Regions from separate parts of the Mus musculus genome. Here all the other regions are linked to region 2. A link is a contact called in public Hi-C and Micro-C data. All regions are on one chromosome and are shown on one strand. Each heading gives the region's core, a stretch centred on a gene start, on an enhancer-like site or on the middle of the called end of the contact. The rest is flanking DNA. Distances are from core to core; before and after follow the strand shown.

Region 1 (3,580 bases), core at 130-2,629, 830 kb after region 2:
ATTGCAGTAATAGAAGACTAGATAGCCTGTTAGCCAAATCTCAGATCACAGAGCAGGGCTGGGTGTGAGTGCTGACATCCTCTGATGAATCAGTGTGAAAGGGGCCATAAGGGGGACATTTGGAGTATTTTGAGGATTTTGAGGATTCTGGTTTAAAAAAAAAAATGGAGGGAAAAGAAAAATCTGTACTCTGCATCCCAGAGTGAACAGCACATTTGGTTTCCAGAAAGCATCCAGGACAGGACAGCAGTTAAGGGTCAAGAGGTCTGGGGAGTTGTAGAGCTGGCTCAACATTAAGATCATGTGCTACTTGTGGTGGTTTCAAAAAGAATATCCAATAAAGATACAGGCTCATATATTTGAATTCTTGGTCCCCAGTTAATGGAACACTGTGGGAAGGATTAGAAGGTGTGGCCTTGTTGGACATGTGTCACTGGAGATGAGCTTTGGGATTTCAAAGGCCCACCCTATTCCCAGTTAGCTTGGAGCCTTCCTACTATCAGATGGATGGTCCACCACAGCATCCATTTGGTGAGTGAGATAAGAGGAAGTCTCCTGCTTCAGTGCAGCAGGAAGAGCCCTGCTGGGAAACTCAGATGGTGCTCATGTAGGTTGCCAAATCCAGGGGCACTTCCAGACCACCTGCAAAGCAGCTCTTATCCCCCACCCCCACCCCACCCCTAGGTCCTGCTGGAGCACACTCTTGACTTCCACCTGAGCACCCACACTAACCCTTCTCTTGAGAAACTGCAGGGCTGTGGACCATTGGAGGAAGCCTGATAAGGTTGAACTAAAGCCCAGGAGGCCTTGAAGGGACGGTAGGAACTTTGCCGGCTCCTGGCACCAGGTCCCTATCACATAGCTGCGGCCTCCCCACAGAGAGATTTGTGGCCCACAGTCAGGTACGGACAACACCCCAAGCCCTTCCACTAGTAGATGAGGCATCCCTAACACCTCAGACCAAAACAATAGGCAAAGAGACTTGATCTGTGGTCACATAGGCTCATGACAGCATTCTCCATGCTAATGAGATACCTAGAGGCCTGGAGGGCAGAGCCAATAAGTTTCCCTTCCTACACATTCTTCACCACCAAACCTGCCACCAAACTAAGGACTCTCCCCACTGGGACAAGCTGAAACGCCCCTTCTCCCCGCACCCCCCCACACACATACTTCAAACTAGACCCAGCCCACTGGCCCCCATTTCTTTCTCAGCTTTTCCGTGACTCTCAGCAGCGCCTGGATGTCAAAGACCCTGAGAACCCCACAGCCCCGGCTTCATTGAAGGCCTGGGGACTCCTGGACCAGCTCTGGCTTTCCCACCCCCACAGCGGTGCCTCGGCTCCTCCCTACAGCCCAGCATCTGCGTGGGATAAGCACAGTCAAACTCCCCACCTTCTGCCTCTCCAATCAGCCGCGCCCTATGGCGGAGCGGACACAGGCCTCACCCTGTGAAACTACAAGTGAGGCAGGACCTCGAAAATGACGATGAGAAACGTTGGGGTCAGACAGTTTGAGCTTGAAGGAACTTCCGGAAGTTTCTCTAGGTATCGTAGCTGACAGACAAGGAACCCCAGGTCAGCAGGGAGGTCACGTCAAACAAGCCTCTCAGGGAAATGAGAACCATGGTGGGCGGAGCTAACCTCAGTTGACCTGGCTCACCCAGCATTCTCATTTCTGCCCCTCCTCCTCCTCCCAGCACCACCTTGGCCAAGGGCCCCTCTTGGTACAGCATGACCAACTGTTGGCAGCCGAATGAGGTAAATGAGCAGACTGACATGTTAGAGGCCCCTCTGCTCATCCCTCCCACCCTCCTGAACAGGGCTTCCAGGATCTGAGCCCACAGGGTAATCCCCCCCACCCCCACCCCCCACCCCCACCCCCCGAGTTTCCAAATACCAGGCGCACTCTGGAAGCTCTGGCGGCAAGAGTGCCGATTGTGGGGATTTGGGTTGAGCTGGGAGAAGGAGCCAAGGGACCAAGGTCCAGACTTGGTTTCCCAGGGGATTGGCTGGGGATGAAATGAGCTTGGTGTGTCAAAGCTGGATCCAGCTCAGAGATAAACCCCTTCCTTAGAGGGAGAATAGACAGCTGTTTCAGAGGAGAGTTTACAGGGTGTGTGTTAGGGCTTTTCAATGCTCTCTTCCCAAGTCGTCCTGTCTTCCCAATCCTTTCATTCCCCCCTCTGTCTCCATCCTTATCCCCTTCCCTGTCCCCTGTCTGGTCCCGTCCCCATCCCCCATCCCTCGTCGTCCCCCCCCCCCCCCCGACTCCCGTCCCCGTCCCGCCCCCCCCCCCGACTCCCGTCCCCGTCCCGCCCCCCCCTCCCATCCCCGTCCCGCCGTCCCCCCCCCCCCTGCATGCTTCTCCTCTGACAAGCAGCTAAGCAGGAGTGTATCAACTTGGCCTGCTAATTAAGTCTGGCCTTGCAATATGTTCTGGGGAAGACTGAAGATCAGAGGGGCCAGACACCTAGCTTAAGTTCAGGGGCCACATCACCTCTGTAACTGAGTCCCTTACCGGCCAGGCAAGCCTACACAGCTCTAAGTCTCTGCATTCTGATTTCGCCGCCTGCAAAACAGTCAAATGGCTTCACCTATGCAGAGATTTTCCTTGTCTTTTAAACATGTGTGGGCATGGTGGAGTGGGACAGTATGTGCACGGGAGTGTGGGTAACCCCTCAAAGGCCAGGGGTGTCCGATCGGTGGGTCGTGAGATGCCTCAAATGGGTGCTGGGTTCTGAACTTTGTCTCTGCAAGAACAGCAAGTGCTCTTAACTGCACTTAACTCTCCAGCCCCTCTACCATCTTTTCTTGGAGGGAGGGAAGGAAGTAGGGAGGGAGGGAGAGAGAGAGAGAGAGACTGTCTCTGTTTCTCTGTGTCTCTCTTTGTGTCTCTGTGGGGCGCTCTCGCTCTCTCTTTCTCTTTCTCTCTCTCTCTCTCTCTCTCTCTCTCTATATATATATATATATATATATATATATATATATATATATATATCACTGTGTATGTGTCCAGATATCAAAAGCAAGTGTCTTTCTCAGTCACCCTCCACCTTAGTTTTTGAAACAGGGTCTCTCACTGACTTTGGCTCACCTCTGGCCTGTGAGCCCCAGGGATCCGCCTGACTCTGCTCCTCCCACCACAGGGGTCACAGCTGCATGCTGCTGCACCCAGCTTTTCACTCTGCCCACGAGACCCACGCTCAAGTCCTCGTGTCTGCATAGTGAGCGTTTACTTTCTAAGCCACATTCCCCAGACCCATCTCAGGCTATCTTAAAAACAGCTCAGTTTGCTCGGTGACATGCCAGGCTCCGTCCTCTGTGTATGCACCCCACAAATGGCAGTAGAGCCTCGAGCATACAATTCCAGCCCACTGTCTGCTCCAGCTCTGTACACTGCCTGTGGCTCAGTCTCCAGTCTTAGTTGTACATTTCACTTATGTCCAGACATTCACACCCTCTTCCAGTGCCACAGATGTTTGCACAGATGTTTGCATATACAAAATCTGACACATTGCCCCCACTGAGTATGCGCACGCACATGCACACACTTGCTGAGCAGAGACACATCCACACCT
Region 2 (3,872 bases), core at 476-2,975:
GTGATCTACCCACGCACTGCAGGCCTCCTTGGCGTGAGTTCACGACTTCAAATATTAAGGACAACACAGGCATGACATGGGTGACTCTAACAGTGGCCACACACTAGAAACATTACATTTGACCACCTCGGTATCTTTATTCAGCAGACACTGCCACTGGAAGGGAGGGCTATGTCTAAGCAAGGCTTGTTTCCATGCGTGACAAGGACATCCTCTTTGAATGCCCCCTGGCCTGCCTGCATGACTCTGTCTGTCTGTCTGTCTCTCTGTCTCACACACACACACACACACACACACACACTCCTGGCTGGCCATTCCTTGGGCTCTGGCTTTCCTCAGTAGCAGCTTTCTCTTTGAGCTGTGGCTCACTCACTCTGTAATGGACCTCGAAGGTTCTGGTTTCCCGGGGCCTGGATGGCCAGTGAGCTCCTCTTCTTCTCATGCAATCATCCCGAAAGGGCTCCAGGTCCTCTCTGCCCCACCCCCAGCCTCCTGACTTATAGGAACCGAATATTAAGGCTCTCCACGGCAGGCCCCTTAAGACTCTCTTCACCTGAGTCCATAGCCGGGCTTCAGGGTGAATTAGAAACACTACTGTTAGGGGTTAGGTATGTAGACCACTGTATGTTGCTATTGGAGGAACCTCAAAGTGACCTCCAATCCAGAAAAGAAGACCAGTAGCCAGGGTGGGGTTCAAATCAGAGACTTCTGTCATAAACTAGCTAAGGTATGTCGTCGCACAGGTGAGCAGCCTTGAGCAGATAATAATATGACCGTAGTTAGGAATTGAGAGTGTGAGCCTTGTGTGGTGACCCTCAGCATAATAAAACACAACTTCTGTGGTACCAACTACACATGGCTGGCTACCTTCTTGCTCATGACAGAGGCTGGATCCTATCTAGTCCAGGAGCCAAGCTCACACTACGTCCTAGTCCCCAGCTGAACCCAGCATGGTCCCCACAGCCGTTCCTGTCCCGGCCCAGCCCAGGCCTGACTCACTCACCTTTCACACAGAGCCCTTTAGCGAAGAAGTTGCACACAGCTGAACTGGACTCTGGAGGAGAAAGAAACCGGAGGAGAAGGTGGCGTTCCCAGAGCTGGAGCCTTGCGGCAAGTCCCACCTAAGCCTCCGGGCTTGGAGCTGCGTGGGCCCCGACTACTCTCTCTGGCTGGGCTTTGGAGTTTTGTTGTTTACCTGTTCCTTTGCCCGTCTGTTTATGCAACTGTCTCGCCCTGTAGTTCAGGTTGGACAGAACCGCCACAATCCTCCCGCCTGCCTCTCAGCCCCTTGGCGGCCCCAGTCCACCATCAAAACCAGTTCTCATTTGTCTCCGTCTGTGGAGGCTGAGTCAACGGGGTACCCTCTTCCGAAACCCTTCCCCCACCGCCCAGAACCAGTCTCTAAATTCCACTTAAACTCAGCCCACCTCTGAGGCAGGAGGTGGAAGGTTTCGGGGGCACCCAGGGAGCTCTGGCAGCTCGGAAGTCTGCCTTTCTATCCCGGGCAGTGAATACCCAGAAGCTGTGTGGGAGAGACGCACAGCACCTCCAGGACCTGAGCAGGGGACACAGGCATCGCCACTCACTGTCCATGCCCTGGAAAGGCAGTAGCCCAGTGCCCTTCTGCGATTCCACATCCAGCTCAAAGGCGAACGTGAACCCTTGCAGCCCGGCAATGACCTCCTCCATCTTCCGTCTCCCGCCGGAAAAGCAGAAAGAGCCAAGATGCCAGAACCCCCGCAGGTGGCTCCTATATAGCCCATCCGCACCTAATCCTAATTAACGGGGCCAGGCCCTATCTGATGCTGGCCCCTCTTTCTCACCCTCTCAGGTCACCTCTTCCTTCAAGGGGCCAGGTGACTGCACGTGACTTTCTGGCTGAGTGTACCCCCAGAGGCTCCTCGGCTGCCTCAGCCCTCCCACCCACCCATGCAGGTGCAGGCCTTCCAGGGCCCCACACCCCCACACTGTTCACACAACCCCCATCCTCAGCTGGGGAAGGGATTGGCAAAGACTCACACCTGCTTATCTCTGCCGATCACAGAACAGAGCCGTTGCCAAACCAGTGTCCCATTGTATGTGTGGGGATATAACTACCCATTGATGCGAACCTACTGCATACAGCGATGCCCAGGTGTTGGGTGGAGTGGGATGGGGGTAGTCAGAGGGTGTGTGGGACAGAGGAAAGGTTCCTCCACTAGGTCCCAGCCACTCTCCCTCCCACCAGGCCCTCTGAGCCTCTTTTCTAGACGGAATGACAAACCCCAAGCGTGCTCTTCCTGGAAGGGGGGTGGGGGGGGACAAAAGGAATGCAGGCCAGAAGCATCGGAAACAGTTCCATGAAGGGCCCTTTGTTTACCCCGCAGGCAATCACAATGGTAAGCTCCGAAGGAGGTGGAACCGACCCAAGGCTGGGGGTGACCTCCCAGCGAGGAATCCACTGGGCCACCCCAGAGCCTCCCTTACCCGGAGAAAATGCTTTGTAAATGAAATATCCATGCAAATGTTGTTTTATTATTATTAGGCCAACCCTGCCCTGAAGGGCTGAGGACCTCAGAATCGGCTTTCTTAGGAGCATTTTTAAAGCTCTAATTAAACCAGGCTATTTCCTTCCCCCTCCTGGGTCCTGAAGTGGCCTGGCCTCTCCAGGAGCCACTGTTACCAGGACATGTGGGCTTTTTAGGCCCTAGGAACTAGAACTAGAGACATCTCCTCCCCGGGACCCAGCGGGGAGAGGTAAGCTTGGCGCTGCAGGCCTGTGGCTGAGCCGACAGGATCCAGCCTGCCAGCTTTGTTTCCTGCGGCTGTTATGCCTAGATCTGTTGTTCTTTTGAACTCCAGATCTGAAAAGACAGCAGCTGGAGAGATAGATCCGCGCTGGGAATGGCCTTGGAGCTGGGTGGGGCTGGAGTAAGAGTAGCCTGGGATCACCCTGTACCCGGGACTGTAGGCAGAATGGCTGTCTAGGGCTGGAGATCAAGGGTCCCTGGGGAAGAGGCTCTTGCATCTCTTGACCCTATCCTTAGGTATTGATTAGGTCCTTGGTCTGTCACCTTGGGATTATTTGAGAGTCCCATGGGTCTGCTAGAGAAGGCAGAGGGGGCAACCAAGGTGCGGAAAGCTCAAGGGCACACTGCAGAGCCACGTCCTGGAGGTCACTGCCATGGGTGGGGGCTTGGGGGGCTGGAGGGACACTCAGGCTATGGGGCAGAAACAACACTGGACAGAATACGGGTTGGATGGAGGGATGAGGGCAAGGAAAGGTGGCAGAGAGTATGTTAGGAGAAAAATCTGGTGATGATGGGGGGGGGGGGGGCTTTGTCCAGAAGAGGGGCCTGACCAAGACTCAAGCAAAAACAAGCATTCAGAGAAGAAAGGGTGCAGTGGGCAGTAGGCTGGGAGGTGGAGGAGGGGAGGAGTCCTAGGCCACTTCAGAGGTTTGGATTGTTTTGTTTTGTTGTTTTGTTTTTGAGACAAGGCCTTTCTCTACTTAGCCCTGACCAACCCCAACTCACTAGGTAAATTGGCCTGTCTCCGCTGGGCTAAAAGGCATGAGCTGGGCTGGAGAGATGACTCAAGAGGTTAAGAGCACTGGCTGCTCTTCCAAGAGGTCCTGAGTTCAATTCCCAGCAACCACATGGTGGCTCACAACCATCTGCAGTGGGGTCTGATGCCCTCTTCTGGTGTGTCTGAAGAAAGAAATGGAGTACTCAAATACATAAAATGAATAAATAAATCATTACCCCCCCCCAAAAAAAGTATGAGCTACCAGGCCTGGTGTGTGTGTGTGTGTGTGTGTGTGTGTGTGTGTGTGTAAGGGGTGTGTGCTAATCATAAGGGTGATCACCCTGCAAGTCTTCCCTGGAGGATGG
Region 3 (3,982 bases), core at 1,068-3,567, 560 kb after region 2:
TTGTTTTGATCCTTGGCGTGGGATATGGGGCTGCTTCATAGTGTCCACAGCAGCTGACTATGGCTTGCCTCATGCTCTAGCAGAGGCGTGATTTTGTCAGCTGCAGATAGTGTCTGTGAGTGTATGGCATTTGGAATCCTGGGGACTTTTCAGAGGGTATATAAACGCTAGAGCCCTGAGAGGGTGGTGAGTTGTTACTTGGTTGTTGTTGGTCATGGTTTGTTAACTAGTCATGCACAAAGAAGAAACAAGAAGACAGAAGAAGGAGGAGGAGGAGGAAGAGGAGGAGGAAGAAGAAGAAGAAGAAGAGGAGTAGGAGGAGAGGAGGAGGAAGAGGAGGAGGAGGAAGAAGAGGAGAAGGAGGAGAGAAGGAGGAAGAGGAGGAGGAGGAAGAAGAGGAGAAGGAGGAGAGGAGGAGGAAGAGGAGAAGGAGAGGAGAAAGAAGAAGAGGAGGAAGAGGAGGAAGAGAAGGAAGAGGAGGAAGAGGAGGAAGAGGAGGAGAAGAAAGAGGAGGAAGAGGCAGAGGAGGAGGAGGAGGAAGAGGAGGAGGAAGGGGAGGAAGAGGAGGAAGGGGAGGAAGAGGAGGAAGGGGAGGAAGAGGAGGAAGGGGAGGGAGGGGAGGAGAAGAAAGAGGAGGAGGAGGCAGAGGAGGAGGAGGAAGAGGAGGAGGAAGGGGAGGAAGAGGAGGAAGGGGAGGGAGGGGAGGGAGGGGAAGAAGAAAAGAAAGAAGAGGAAAGCTATCCTGATGGCGAAAATCAAACTTGCTGCAAGGAACTGGATGCCCTTAGTCAGCAGGCTGTAGTCTCCTTTACAACCCCTGGCTTTACTTGGGTATCTCTTTCCTCTCTCTCTATCCTTTTCTCTCTTTTATCCAGTGTTAGTGGGTGGAGAAGGATAGAAAAAAAGAACAACCCACAAAGTCGCAAACACAGCTACAGTTTTTCATTAAATAAGCAAACGAGGTGAGATGATGACAAACACTACCTGATAATGACCTGTGACCTCCACATACATGTGCCCACATCGTGCACCTGAACACAGGCACGCACCCACACACCAGATACCAGATCCCTAAGGATAAAGTGGCAGGCTGCTCAGATATCTGATCCTCCCTCAAGGGACTCCAGTTACTTGCTCTATATCCAGAGCCACCCACCCAAAGAAACCAAAAGCAAAATCAAGACACCATAACAGAATGTTCTTCTGTACACATCTCCCTCGGTATTCTCTCAGGTACCCCAAGACCCTGCCTTTCCATCTGCCACCAGGACCCATAGATTAAGTCACTTCAGAGGTATGGAGTGTTTTTGTGCTCTCCTCCCATCCTTCTTAAAGCCTCACACCAGTCAAAGTGACCCCTAGAGGTCCAGTGCCGGGGAAGACCTGAGTCCTGTTCAGCTATCTCTGTCACATTCCACTGCAGCAAACCTCAGGGTTGGCCTGTGAGCCAACCAGGTAACAGCAGAGAAGGACCATGGGTTCTCTGTACCCTGCCCTTGAGAAGTTTGGAAGGGCCATAGTGCGGGCGGCTGTCTTGTTCTCTCTACCCACGGCTCTGCTCTAACCCCTGGAATGGTCCAGCTCTGATGCCCTGATCCTGAGGCAGTCCTGCTGTCTTTCCCCCTCTATCCAAGGTAGAGGACAGCCCACATGCAGCATCCACCAAGTGTTAAATTGCTTCTCTGTGTGGCTGGTCCAGCTTGGCTCTCCAGCTCTAGAGCCAGCCTCTAAACCATCCTGCCCCTGAGCAAGCAGAGAAGACTCTGGCCAGTGGGACAGTGAAGGGAGGTAGACACCGGACAATAGATGCCTGGTAGGAAGCACTTGGTCCCCAGAGTCAAGCTGCTGGGGTGGGACAGGAGAGCCAGGATGGTGTCACAGAGATCTGGCATGGTCCTGGAGCCAGAGGACGGAAGGGTGAGAGCCGTTCCAGGCAGTTGGGCATGTTGCATAATTACAGGAGAAAAATTAGGCAGGAGCCTGGCTCTCTCTACCTCTGTCTGAGTGATCATCACCCTTATTATAAAGCAACTAATTATTAGCCTGGCTCATTAGCAATTATAAATCTCTAACTCCAGAACTTCATTAAAATATGACAAGTTGGCACTCAATTATTTTGCCAACTGCCTGGCTCGTGCACAGCATTTGCACACCCAGCTCCTGTGGTTCAGAGGCAAAGGGTTGGCAGTTAGGTCCCAGGGATGGGTTGTTACACCGAGACTTGGGAAGTGGAGGGGGATGCTATACACTGCTTTGTATCCAGACACCTATGTGTCCTTACAGTGGCTCAGCTCCGACACCCTGAGACTCGAGAAGTGGAGGGAGATGGTATACAGCCCCCTCCCTGTGTCTTCCAGTAAAAATAGAAACAACACACTTATGGAGAATATCTGCATGCCAACTTCTTGGCGTGCCTTATGGCACCGAATTCCTCAGGCACCGCATGGAGCTTGGAGGTATGGTTGATCTTTACTTACCAATGTGGAGCCCAGGGTCCAATGCTGTGATGTAGAGGTCATGGACAGCCAGCTCAGAGAAAGAATCTAGGCTGGGTTTCCTCAAGGCTCACACACACAATGCTCTCTCAGCCTCCACCTTTCAATTACAAATCTCCCTGGCTCTAAAGAGAAGGCTGACTTTGCAGGTAGAGTATATGCTACACATTATGAAGACCAGAGTTCGATCCCTGCAACCTGCATAAAAATGATGGGTATAGTGGTTCATGCTTGTAATCCCAGAAGAGGCACTGCATTGAGCTCCTGGGCCTCACTGGATGCAGTCAAGCTTAATTGGTGAGACCTAGAACAATGAGAGACATTAAAGGGGGTGGGTAGAGTCCCTCAGATGACAACTGAGGTTGTCCTCTGGCCTACACACCCAGCCCCTAGACCCTACAATAAAGGGCAAGGAAGGTAATGCTCAGGGCCCCCTCCACATGTAAGCACTTGCTGCCAGTTGCCTGAGGGAGAGCAAACCTCACGAGCCTTAGCAGTGTGTGGCGTGTAGGAGGCAGAGGGCCTAATCCTTCCCATTCCCAGTGATGGCGATTTTCCTTTCCCAGTAACTAGACTCACCATGATTCTCCCAAGAGACCATGAAGGGGCTTTTGGCCTTTGCAGTTGAGCCCCAGAGCCTAGCAAGGGGCACACAAGTAACACTTGGGGGTTAACATGGCCCCAGGAAGCAGACACTATGGAAGAGATTCTGACTCCCTTAGGGTCTGTTAACTGGTTCAAAGCAGAAATGGAGGCCTTTGCATCTTAGTGAGCTCTCTAACACTAAGGTACTCAAGAGAGACAGGGTGATCCCCCTTTAGGAACCAGGCAATAGAAAGATGAATGACGGTCGCACAGTAGCCAACAATCTGATGAGAGAGGTCCCATCCTTGGGGAAGGATCTGGAGGCACAGAGCTTAAAGAACTGCTCAAGGTCACGCAGATCCAGGGCTCACTTGGGCTGAGCCAATTGCAGTGCCTTGTGCTTATGGATATTCTCAACCCTCCCTCTGGACAGCAACCCAGACTGGACCACAAGGGTTCCAGCTCCTTGAGATGCTCACATTCTACTAGAAGATAACTAAATGTCCCCAACCCCTGGGCTCCAGCCTGAATGCCACCCCGCAACAAAGCTGATGCTAAAATGTCATCTCCAGGAGCTCGATGTAGCTCCGTTAGTAGAGTGCACACCTAGCATGCATGAACTCCTGGGTTCCGTGCCCAACACTACATAAAACCAGGGGTGATTGTACAAGCCTGTATTGCCGTAACAACGGGCCGTCGAAGGAGAAGCATTGGAAGTTCACGGTCATCCTTGGCAACACAGTGAGTTTGAAGCTAGCTTGGGCTACCTAAGAGTATGTTGAAGGAAGAAAAGAAGGGATACATTAGTAAGGTTGAACGGTATGGGCATGGGACCCTAATCTAATAGGCTATGGCTATGTCTGTCTGGTTTTGACTGGGAATAGAACCTAGGGTCCCTCATA

The links. Hi-C and Micro-C count contacts between places; a contact is called where the count stands out from the background.
Region 1: a Micro-C map of embryonic stem cells shows a contact between it and region 2, with 1.6 times the contacts expected there. The contact joins the enhancer-like site here to the promoter of Cpsf4l in region 2. A contact is called at or near these places in 1 of 39 promoter capture datasets (embryonic stem cells), 1 of 484 Hi-C or Micro-C datasets (embryonic stem cells), 3 of 115 datasets of contacts at active chromatin or transcription factors (astrocytes and embryonic stem cells) and 1 of 9 other capture datasets (embryonic stem cells).
Region 3: a contact with region 2 is called in a Hi-C map of cortical neurons, with 4 times the contacts expected there. The contact joins the enhancer-like site here to the promoter of Cpsf4l in region 2. A contact is called at or near these places in 5 of 484 Hi-C or Micro-C datasets (B cells, cerebral cortex, cortical neurons and 1 more).

Annotation. Positions count from the first base shown.
Region 1 is chr11:114,540,727-114,544,306 of GRCm38.p6, forward strand. The region is part of intron 2 of Gm31724 (a long non-coding RNA gene); the gene reads right to left. Among named protein-coding and RNA genes, the nearest start is that of Gm39472, 53 kb to the left of the region's middle. Within about 2 kb of position 1,380, at least 11 of the 459 cell types and tissues checked have an H3K27ac peak or open chromatin away from gene starts, as enhancers often do. A contact at or near this core is called in embryonic stem cells, where this site is marked.
Region 2 is chr11:113,707,801-113,711,672 of GRCm38.p6, forward strand. Cpsf4l (cleavage and polyadenylation specific factor 4-like) reads right to left here and starts at 1,726. Exons shown (of 8, transcript NM_026682.2): 1 at 1,587-1,726; 2 at 1,004-1,054. The coding sequence starts at 1,689.
Region 3 is chr11:114,268,589-114,272,570 of GRCm38.p6, forward strand. No RefSeq gene overlaps it. Among named protein-coding and RNA genes, the nearest start is that of Gm11691, 19 kb to the left of the region's middle. Within about 2 kb of position 2,318, at least 7 of the 459 cell types and tissues checked have an H3K27ac peak or open chromatin away from gene starts, as enhancers often do. A contact at or near this core is called in cortical neurons, where this site is marked.